Regions from separate parts of the Mus musculus genome. Here regions 1 and 2 are each linked to region 3. Evidence: chromatin contacts called from public Hi-C data. All regions are on one chromosome and are shown on one strand. The core of a region is the stretch at or near the end of the contact, and the rest is flanking DNA. Distances in the headings are between cores, read along the strand shown. Region 1 holds the start of Tmem17 (transmembrane protein 17). Region 2 overlaps Ehbp1 (EH domain binding protein 1). Region 3 has its middle 66 kb from the start of Gm39609.

The links. A called contact is a pair of places that touch in the nucleus more often than the background predicts.
Region 1: a contact with region 3 is called in a Hi-C map of liver, with 2.2 times the contacts expected there. The contact joins the promoter of Tmem17 here to the enhancer-like site in region 3. A contact is called at or near these places in 3 of 39 promoter capture datasets (the 3T3-L1 cell line and liver), 5 of 484 Hi-C or Micro-C datasets (the HL-1 cell line and liver), 4 of 115 datasets of contacts at active chromatin or transcription factors (bone marrow-derived macrophages, embryonic stem cells and neural progenitor cells) and 2 of 9 other capture datasets (adipose tissue and pancreatic islet).
Region 2: a Hi-C map of uterus shows a contact between it and region 3, with 3 times the contacts expected there. The contact joins two enhancer-like sites. A contact is called at or near these places in 4 of 484 Hi-C or Micro-C datasets (the C2C12 cell line, myocytes, nephron progenitors and 1 more).

The regions. Positions count from the first base shown.
Region 1 is chr11:22,510,989-22,514,460 of GRCm38.p6, reverse strand. Tmem17 (transmembrane protein 17) reads right to left here and starts at 2,178. Exons shown (of 4, transcript NM_153596.3): 1 at 1,878-2,178. The coding sequence starts at 1,977.
Region 2 is chr11:22,245,613-22,249,019 of GRCm38.p6, reverse strand. It overlaps Ehbp1 (EH domain binding protein 1), which reads left to right. Exons shown (of 25, transcript NM_153078.4): 3 at 993-1,050. Among named protein-coding and RNA genes, the nearest start is that of Ehbp1, 39 kb to the left of the region's middle. Within about 2 kb of position 1,754, at least 32 of the 459 cell types and tissues checked have an H3K27ac peak or open chromatin away from gene starts, as enhancers often do. A contact at or near this core is called in uterus, where this site is marked.
Region 3 is chr11:22,375,438-22,378,717 of GRCm38.p6, reverse strand. No RefSeq gene overlaps it. Among named protein-coding and RNA genes, the nearest start is that of Gm39609, 66 kb to the left of the region's middle. Within about 2 kb of position 1,902, at least 22 of the 459 cell types and tissues checked have an H3K27ac peak or open chromatin away from gene starts, as enhancers often do. A contact at or near this core is called in adipose tissue, liver and uterus, where this site is marked.

The DNA of each region.
Region 1 (3,472 bases), core at 929-3,428, 140 kb before region 3:
GACTTAAATCTTGCACCCACATGGCAGCTCACAACTGTCTGTAACACAAGCATACATGCAGTCATACAAGCATAAACGCCAATGCACATAAAATAAAAATAAATAAATTAATGAAAAATTCATGGTCTCTAGAAGCAAATTAAGTTTTAAGAGCAAGGCTGACTATTGTGGTCTGCTTTTTCTTGCTTTGACTTCTTAAATTATCCCAAATATAGGAATGATTTTTTTTTTTCCAAGTCGGGGTTCTTTGTAAAGGCCTGGCTCTCCTGGAACTTGATCTGAAGACCAGGCTGGCCTCGGCCCCTGCGTGCTGGGAGTACAGGCATGCACTACTACCTCTGGGCTAGGAATTTTTAAAATTTGTTAGCGCTAAGGAAAATCCACTAGGATTTTTTTCATTATTATTATTTTACTTTGGGCAACAGTACAATTCTTGATCCATTGTGGGTGTGATCTTACAGTCAGATTCGCCAAGAAGAAAACAGGAAAGTAATTACACACTAGCTAAGCTGATACTTTTAGAACCTTTAGAGCAGAAACTGTAGTCTTTTTTTTTTTTTTTTGCAAAGAGACTGAAGCAGGAATATTTCAAGATCAAAGCCAGTCTGGACTACTTAGAAAATTTCAGGATAGCCCAGGTACTTCTTGATTGCATTGTAACCAAATAAATTTTGTTGTTGTTTGTTTTAAAGGCTATGGGGATATAGCTTGAGAAGAGTGGCTGTTTAGAATGTCAGGGTTTTGATTTTATGTAGGCTCATGTCCATACTTCAACACATCAAATTTATACAATTGAAAAATCAGACCAAATGAAGAGGAACCACAAGGCACAAGGTGTGAGTTCATTAAATTTTACAAAAGTTCCAGTTAAGTTCTGTAATGAGATAAAATTTAAGTATTATATAATTGGTCAGACAAATTTTTCTGACCAATTAATTGCCTGTCTTGGCAGAGACAGTGAACTTAAACAGCTTTTCTCACGTTTGAATGTCTGGGAAAACAATATTTTCTGACACGTAAGAACCATAAGAAATTACAGGGCTGATGTCTTTACCTAGTTCTATTGCTGTCCACACCATCACGACTATCTAGGCTGCTGAGGCTCTAAAGAACTTCAGAACAAATGTCACCCCCGCCCCCCCCACACACACTTTTTTTCCCAGAGACTTTGTATTATTCGATTTTAGTGCCCCGTACGGCTCACACTTTGAATCGGAAACACGAAATCCTAATTTTACAGGCTTTTCTCCATATAGCGTAAATTACACGAATGACCAAGGTGACAACATGCAATGATGGCAAGTGGTTTGCTTTTCAATGCCCTATTTAAGAAATAAAAATAAAAATAAGAAAGCCCAAACCAAGCCATCGAAAGGATTTCCAATTCCTTGATTTCAAAGGAGACAACCATGTATGCTGTCCTCCTGATTGAGGAGGCAGAAGCTGGAGTTAACTCGTTGGTATTTCGTTTTTAGATTTCGGGAGGAGAGTTTTTTATACAGGGAGAAAGAAGGAACAGGCAGAGGAAGGCCTTGTCGGTTTGGCAGCAGCCGGTCTTGCTCTGCTAGGAGGGGTTTGGACACAGCCCGGTTTTGTGTGAGCCGGCGGCTGTCACGCTGGGGACTCAGCGGGGACCCGCGTGGGGAAGAAGGCGTTCCTGATCCGCATCCTGATCCGCTCGGCGACCGCGCCACCGGGTGCAGTAGCTGCGGCGGCGGAAGCGCGTGGTCTCCCGGGTCCGCCGCAGGGCCGTGGTTTCTCCCGGGGCACAGAGCCCTGGCTGAAGCCGGAGCAGCCATCTTTCACCCGGGCACGGCCTGTGCGGCCTCCCGCCCGCGAGCCACACCCCCGCGTGGGCCTGCGCCCTCGCCACTCACCGGCCGCATCACTGGACTCTGGCCCGGTGCGGCTGGAGTCGCCGAACACGGTGAGGCTGAGGTTGCTCAGGCGCTGGCGAACAGGGTCCGGCAGCTCCATGCCTGGCCTGCCCGCTGGCCTCTCACACACCCGCTAGTCGGCGGGCACAGCGGCGCGTGGCGGTTCCCTTGGCAACCGGGCAGTGCGGGGCCCCTAGGGACCTGGTACCTGGGCTTCCCCGAACGCTACAGAATCCTCCAGAGGCTTCCCCTTGGAGAGGCGAGCCAGGGCCACGGGCCCGCAGCCTAACGTGGCCTAGTGCTGCTGAAAATGGCGGGTTCCTCCGTCTTGCTTTAAAGCCGCGTCGTCTTAAGATGATCACAAGTAATAAGCCATTCGGACCTGGGCTGAGCCACAAGGAGCTCTCACACCATAGCAATTCCTCTGCAAAATTGGTGCACCATTTCTTGAGGGAAATGGAAAACGAACATAGATATTTTAAAAAAATGCCCTTGACATTCTTTTTATTATTATTAGATATTTTCTTTATATACATTTCAAATGCTATCCCGAAAGTTCCCTATACCCTCCCTCTGCCCTCCTCCCCTACCCACCCACTCCCACTTCTTGGCCCTGACATTCCTCTGTACTGGGGCATATAAAGTTTGCAGTACCAAGGGGCCTCTCTTCCCAATGATGGCCAACTAGGCCATCTTCTGCTACATATGCAGCTAGAGACATGAGCTCTGGGGGTACTGGTTAGTTCATATTGTTGTTCCACCTATAGGGTTGCAGACCCCTTCAGCTCCTTGGGTGCTTTCTCTGGCTTCTCCATTGGGGGCCCTGTGTTCCATTTTATAGATGACTGTGAACATCCACTTCTGTATTTGCCAGGCACTGGCATAGACTCATATGAGACAGCTATGACAGGGTCCCTTCAGCAAAATCTTGCTGGCATATGCAATAATGTCTGGGTTTGGTGGCTGATTATGGGATGGATCTCTGGGTGGGGTATTCTCTGGAAAGTCCATCCTTTCGTCTTAGCTCCAAACTTTGTCTCTGTAACTCCTTTCATGGGTATTTTGTTCCCTATTAGAAGGAGGAATGAAGTATCCACCCATTGGTCTTCCCTCTTCTTGATTTTCTTGTGTTTTGCAAATTGTATCTTGGGTGTTCTATGTTTCTGGGCTGATATCCACTTATCAGTGAGTGCATATCTAATGACTTCTTTTGTGATTGGGTTACCTCACTAAGGATGTTCCTCAGAAAATTGCCCTTGACATTCTTAAGAGGGTGGATGAGCCAAGCATACCTGCTTCAGAAGACAGGGAAATAACTTAAAAGTATTGAAAGCAGTTGTTTCTGGAATATAGGTGATTTTAAAACTAAAAATATCAGCCTTTCCCTGCTTTCTCTTAAGACATATCATTTTAGCATTTAGAAGGCAGAGACAGGAGATCTCCAGTTTAAGGTTAGCCTGGGATACATTGCAAAATCCTCAAAAACCAAAACAAACCATTAGGTGTAATAGACATAAAGAAAAGCACAGTCGGATGTATTAGGTCCCAGGTCAGTCAACAGTATCATCATCTCCAGGAGCTACCCTTTCTCAGTT
Region 2 (3,407 bases), core at 505-3,004, 130 kb after region 3:
TTTGACTTTCCATTAGTAGACAATAAGGAAGAGGGTTCTGTGGTCTCGGAGGGTCTCAGTTACAGGCTGGGCTCTGTCAAGAGTTTTGCTCAGTTATTTATCTTTGGCAGTTTTTTGTTTTTTTGTTTTTTGTTTTTTGTTGTTTTGTTTTTTGGTTTTTTGTTTTTTTAAATAAGATTGTAAGATACAGGTAGTATTTTGTACTGTGCAGATTTTTTAGCACAGAATTGCTTTGTGAGGGTAATTAGGTGGTTATGAAAACATTTGAACTATCCACTGTACGCATTGTTTAGAAGATGCAAAGTTGTGTCACCCATGATGCCTGTAGAATGTTTCTTTCTCGAAGTTGAAAGGGATAATGTGTGAGAAGTGAGGCACTGTAGGAGGGCTCAGATATGGGCTAACTATTGCATTTCATTTGGTTAGCCTCTCGAATTGATTTGGTATTACTTTTAAAGAAAAGTTTCTAGAGGAAATACTAGTTACTTCAATGAGATCATATCTGAATTTAGCATCTACTGTACTTAGGAATAGAACTGGAGCTTAACTGCTTTGTGGAATCTAAAGTAGTAAACACTTTTGTCCTTTTTTGTGTGTCTGCGTGAGGGGTGTACATGAGGGTCTTATGCACATGTGCTCGCTCACCTGCATGCTCGAGTGGGAAGCAGAGGCCAGTTTTTGGGGTCTTTATCTTAGTTTTTACACAGGCTTCTCATGGAACCTGCACTCATCATTTTGACTAGGCTGGCTGGTAGCTCCTGGAATCCTCCTGTCTCTGCCCTTACCTGGAGTTCCAGGACACACTGCCACATCCAGGTTTTAATCTCAGTGCTAGGGATGGAGATCGGGTTCCTGTGCTTGTGTGGAAAACTTTTCACTTGTGGAGTCACCCCAGGCCACTTTTGTCCTTTAAAGGTACTAGAACTAAACTTTAATAATCTTGTTTAAGATGAATTATACTTAATTTCTTTCTTTGTTTTTTAATTTGATAGGCAACCAGATAAACTGGTGGTTGTTTGGACAAGAAGAAGCCGAAGGAAGTCTTCCAAGGTTAGTCTCCTCTGAACAGTCACCACTTAAAAATTTGTCGAGGAAGAGCTCAGTGTTCTTAACGAGTGGCCAACTTTCTGAGTTCATGCTGGATTGCAGGGGAGGAGGAGTGGACTTTTTTGAAGATTTTGATTTGTTTTTCTTTGTACTGATAGTATCATACATGGAGACTAGAATAGAATTTTAAACATCTTGTTCTGTAGATAATTTTATTTTCGTAAGCATACAGCTGTATGCATATTTATTAGAGGTTAGTTTGTTTTCCTATAGATAGACTGCTATTAAGAAAAGTTTGTTAGATGATAATTGAAATTTTAAAAACTTACTAAAAGTACCCTTTCAAGGTGGTTTTGTTTGTTTTTGAGACAGGGCTCATTTTGTATTTTAGGCTGACTTAGAATTTGTGATCTTCCCTTTTGTGCCTCCGAAGGGCTGGGATTACAAGTGTGTGCCATTATATCTGGCCTCCAGTTTTATTTTTATTAAGCTAAAACTTAAGGGTGCAAAATTCATCAAACCTTAGTTATTCAAGACACCATGACCATGGCAACTCTATGAAAGAAAGCATTTAAATTGGGGCTTGCTTGTAGTTTCAGAAGTTTAGTCCATTATCATCATGGCTGGGAGCCTGCTGGCAAGGACATAGTGCTGGAGGAAGAGAGGAGAGACACTGAGCTGGGCTTGGCCCTTTGAAACCTCAGAGCACCCCTGCCCTGCATTGATGCACTTCTTCCAACAAGGCCAGGCTTCCCAGTCCCACCCTGAGCTGCTCCCTGGTGACTAAGCACTCAGATATGTAAGCCTATAGGCCATTCTTATTCAAGCCACCACAGTTTACATACATAATAAATATGATGTATATATTCTGATACTTGCATAAATAGTACTCCTGTCAAAGTATAGATTGCTATCAGCATAACATTTTTGTGTCTTTTCCAGGCAATTTCCAGCCCTCAGAGGCCATCACTATTTTGATTTTTCTGTCAATAAAGACTAATTTACCTATTTTTGAATTTCATGCAAAAATATTACAGTAGTATATTTGTATAGCACTGTATATTTGTATAATAGTGTTCTATATAATTTTACATAGTAAAACTGTTTTATGTGTGGTCTTCTTTGCCTAGCATCATGTTTTTGCAATGTGTTCATGCTTTGTTTTCATTTGTAGTTTATTGCTTTATTGCTGAATAGTATTCCATTCTGTGAATATACTACAAGTTAGTTAATTACTCAGTCCCCTGAGTATATAGTCTTTTTTTTTTTTTTTTTTTTTTTTTACTTCTGTCAGTGTTAACTGCTAGAATCCTTGTTTAAGTAGGTAGAGAGTGATAGGGAAGATACCTGGCCGCAGCCTTTAGCCTCCTTACATGTATGCCCATACAACTTTGCATAGTATTGTTTCCCAACACACCCACTAGAGTATGTGTGCACACTCAACACACATACATATACATGCACACATACCAGAAATTGCCAAACACCCCTGCCAGCAATATAGGGGCCAGCAATATAGGAATTGAAGCTGATTCACATCATGAACAGTATTTTTTCAAGACACATATCTGTAGTTTGGGGGCATTATAATGTGAATACTGTCTTATTCACATGTGAGGAGGAGTTCTAAGAATGGACACAGTACTTCTCATTGCATCTACAGCTTTTGTGGAGTTGGCCAGAATAAAGTTGTCCTTTAAGTGTAATAGAGGGATGTGACTATATCAGTAGTCTTTAGAGTGGACACTGTAAGCACTTTATTTCATTTGACACTTAGCTAGCAATTATTCTATAAGAGTTATGGAATACAATAAATATAATAAAATACTTTAGGTTGTAGGTCACTTCAGAATATACTCATCTTTGATAGTAAATAAACTTTGTTTATTTAATGGCATATGACAATTGAAAGAATTTTTATGAAAGATTCTTTCTTATATGGTACCAGATCCTGTTTGAGTCTAGGTAATAAAATATAAACTTGAGGCTACAGATTAATTTTCTTAGAAGGTAGTGTATTCTAGAAGAAATTACTTTTTATTCTATTTATTTCTTAGTTTTAATGTTCTTTGAGATCTTCCTTTATACAGTCAGCTCTCTGTATTTAGGAGTTACCCAGTCTGGTCTTTGTGAAACCTGTCTCAAAGGAAAAAAAAAAAAAAGGAAAAAAAAAAAAGCACCAGTCTTGAACATATCTAAAACTTTCCTCATTATTCCCTAAACAGTATAGTAGAATAAGAAGTACTTACACAGCCCCCATGTTATAGTATGTGGGTATTTTAAATGTCTAGAGATGATTTAAAATGCAGGGGAACAAGTGCACAGGTCATATAGAAACAGTACACCATTTATACAAATCT
Region 3 (3,280 bases), core at 653-3,152:
TGGAAAACACCAACACAAGGAGTGAAACTACACCCTAGAAAAAGCAAGAAAGTAATCTTTCAACAAACCCACACAAACATAATTCCACCTCTCACAAGAAAATTAATAGGAAGTAACAATCACTTTTCCTTAATATCTCTTAATATGAAAGTTTATATTACCAACATATCCTAATGGATTGAAATTCAAAAATATGAGGAACTAGAAATTTGTCATCCCATGGTCTCTCTAATTTGGTAATGGGAGAAATAGGTCCAATATTGTACAATCCATATACACTTTCTGCTTGTTTGTACATGATAGGGTCTTACTGTGTGCTACATAATGGTCTTGAAATCATGCTTCTCCTATCTCAGCCTCTCTACTAGTAGAGTTATTTATTTGATGTTTTTACACTATACCATGGTTTTCAGAACAGTTTATATATTTCAAAATTATTCACACAGCCAAAAGAAATGTAGACAATTAATTTGGGAGGTGGCTTGTAAAAGAACAGCACAGAGTGAGACTGAAGGCTTTGCTTGATATTTATAATTATTGTATCAATTTTGAAGAATAGGACTTTATAAGTTACTCTTATTCTGAGATGAATGCTTTTTAAAATCATCACAGCCAATGAACCAGAATTTTACCCTCACCTGAAGTCTGTGCCACCCTCCAAGCAGAACCATTGTTCATTGAAACAGTTGTTGAATGACTTCATGGATAGACCATATTAATACAGACATCATTTCTTAAATGAATATAATCTGTTCCCTGTGGGCTGAGAAGGACGACAATCACTCAAGTCAAATAGCTTTGACCAGAGCAGGAAATCTGTATCCAAAAATCGTGTCTACAATTCATTCCTTGGCACAGCAGAATTGTCAACTCTTAGCTTATCTACTATGGAGGTAAAATCCTTTGGTGATGTGAGGGACATTCAAGTACAGTCTTATTACAATGAACTCCAATGTCCAAAAACTCTTCTTATTTAGTGTTTGTACCACAGTAAGAGACAAGATTTTAAGCTCTACTAAAAACAAAACAAACAAACAAACAAACAAAAAGGCTTTATCTATTATATACGTTAAAAAACTAATAGTGATATATTATTTTAAAATATCATACAGTTAATATATTTGGAGTTATTTGAAATTTATATTAAGAAAATCATGTATTTTCAGTATTGCTGTAGACAAACATCTACAGAAGACTGTTCAATTGATTGTTGTTTTATATCAAACAACTTTTATAATACTCATTTTTATTGTTATAATATTTTATAAATTTTAAAGAATATGATAAAAAAAGAGTTAAAAAAAGAAACTGGAGAGAAATTTAAATCTCATAATCCCATCTTAAATATAGAACTCTGCATTCCTACATGAGGGTACATCCAGAAAGAATTGCTTCCATTTTTTTTAAATGAAAAAAAAAAAAACCCATCCTTTAAGACTTAAAAGTTTCCATTCTTAACTTAATCTTAAGTACCTTAAGTGCCCTGTCGTTAATGCGTTTAGTTTGGAGAGCTAAGAACATGTAAAAACCTATTTTAAGAAACACACTTTGCTAACTTACGCTAGAAGAGCAAATTCAACAGAGTAGTATTAATAATGGGCTGGGGGAGATTGACTGTCTTAGCCATGGCAGTGGCTGAACCTTTACGTTTCCTGTTCTTCACTGAACTAGCTACTCTGCTGAACTGTGAATTAACAAAATAAAAACCATCCACAACACAAAAGGAAAGCAGCCACAGTATCCTCTTATCGGAAGAGACAAGGCATAAAATCTTCGGCTTTAGGGATAAATAGTAAATCATTTATGCAAGAGAGATTTGGAAGAGGGAACGTGGTGGGAGGACAAATCAGAAAGTACTGACAGCGCAGTATTAAAATGAAAGTAGCCTTTGCCCAGAGGATGTGTTAGCCGCAGTCTGGCTGGGCAGCACAGGCTTCAGCTGCTCACGCAGACCTGCAAACAGGATCTCGCTGTCCATCCTCAAGCCAAGAAATACACTGTTAAGAGTTTAGATTCACCCAGAATGTTGTTCAAGATCGTGGGGATACACATCACTCCACATGAAAAACACAGAAAGCCACAGTGAGAGCTAGGCATAAAGGGTGGGCGTTACCTCTCTGGGTGCTGGGCAGCTGCACACCAGTACCTGAGCTGTAAAACATTTTCGCCTTTTCCATTGTCTAAGGCAGAATCTTAGAGACCCCACAGAGCTTAAGCCTAAATCATTGACTGACAAATATGCCCAGACCTCCTTAGCTAGAGGTGGTCTTTCTCATCTACTTCTGAATTTTTCCACCAATCACCATTCTTTTGTTTTTCCAGAAACCATGGGCTGATGTGTAAATTCTCTGTTACTAATTGTATCTTTCTCCTGTTATCTAACTTTACATTTAACCACTCAGTTTGTCATGAATTTTGAAGTCAAAGTCCATGCATTGTTCTTCATTGATTAAGAGGTAAAGGCAGGGCTGGCAAGACGGTTCAGAAGGTACAGGTACCTGCTGCCAAGCCTGAGTGCAATCCCCGCAAGTCATACAGTAGAAGAGAACTGCATTTTGCTAGTTGTCTTTTGATTTCCACTTTCTTCTTATCTATTTATTGAGACATATTCTAGGCTGCCTTAAACTTCCAATTCACCTGCCTCATTCTACCAGGTTCTGGAATTAAAGGTGTGTGCCCCTATTTCAGGTATCATTTTTAAGGATAATACAAGAGCTCAGCTAGGCTGACTGGGATAATGTAGCCATTATTCAGGTTACTACCAACCAGAGACAACTACTAGTATTTTATCACAGATGTATTGTCAGTATACCTTGCTGGAGTAACTTAGGAGGGGAATTTGCAAAGCTTGTCAAGCATGCACAAGGCTCTGGGCTCAACCCCAAGCACAGGAAAAAAATATAAGGGAAATGCCATTGTGGTAGAGGGGCCAGTGATGATCAGGGCCTGGAGGATGCGATACAGAATCGGGGAATAGAAAAGTCAAGTGAGCAGAAAAGAAGAGGGCTTAGGAAACATTGAGGACAAGAATAGTCACAGTGTCTGCCATCTGCAGTGAGGTGTGCTTGGACCAGATCATGTTAAAGTACTAGAAACAAGAAAGGCATGTGTGGACCACAAAAGCAAGCTCAGGGCTCACAAAAGCAGTTGCCATCTACAGAGACGTAGAAGCTTTCATTGACAACGAAATCTCTCCCAATACACAGGGTTCTCTGAGCTCAGGTACCATGGTAGAGTCTAAGCAGAGGCCCTTTTCTCCTCCTATTCTTCTGTACTCCCC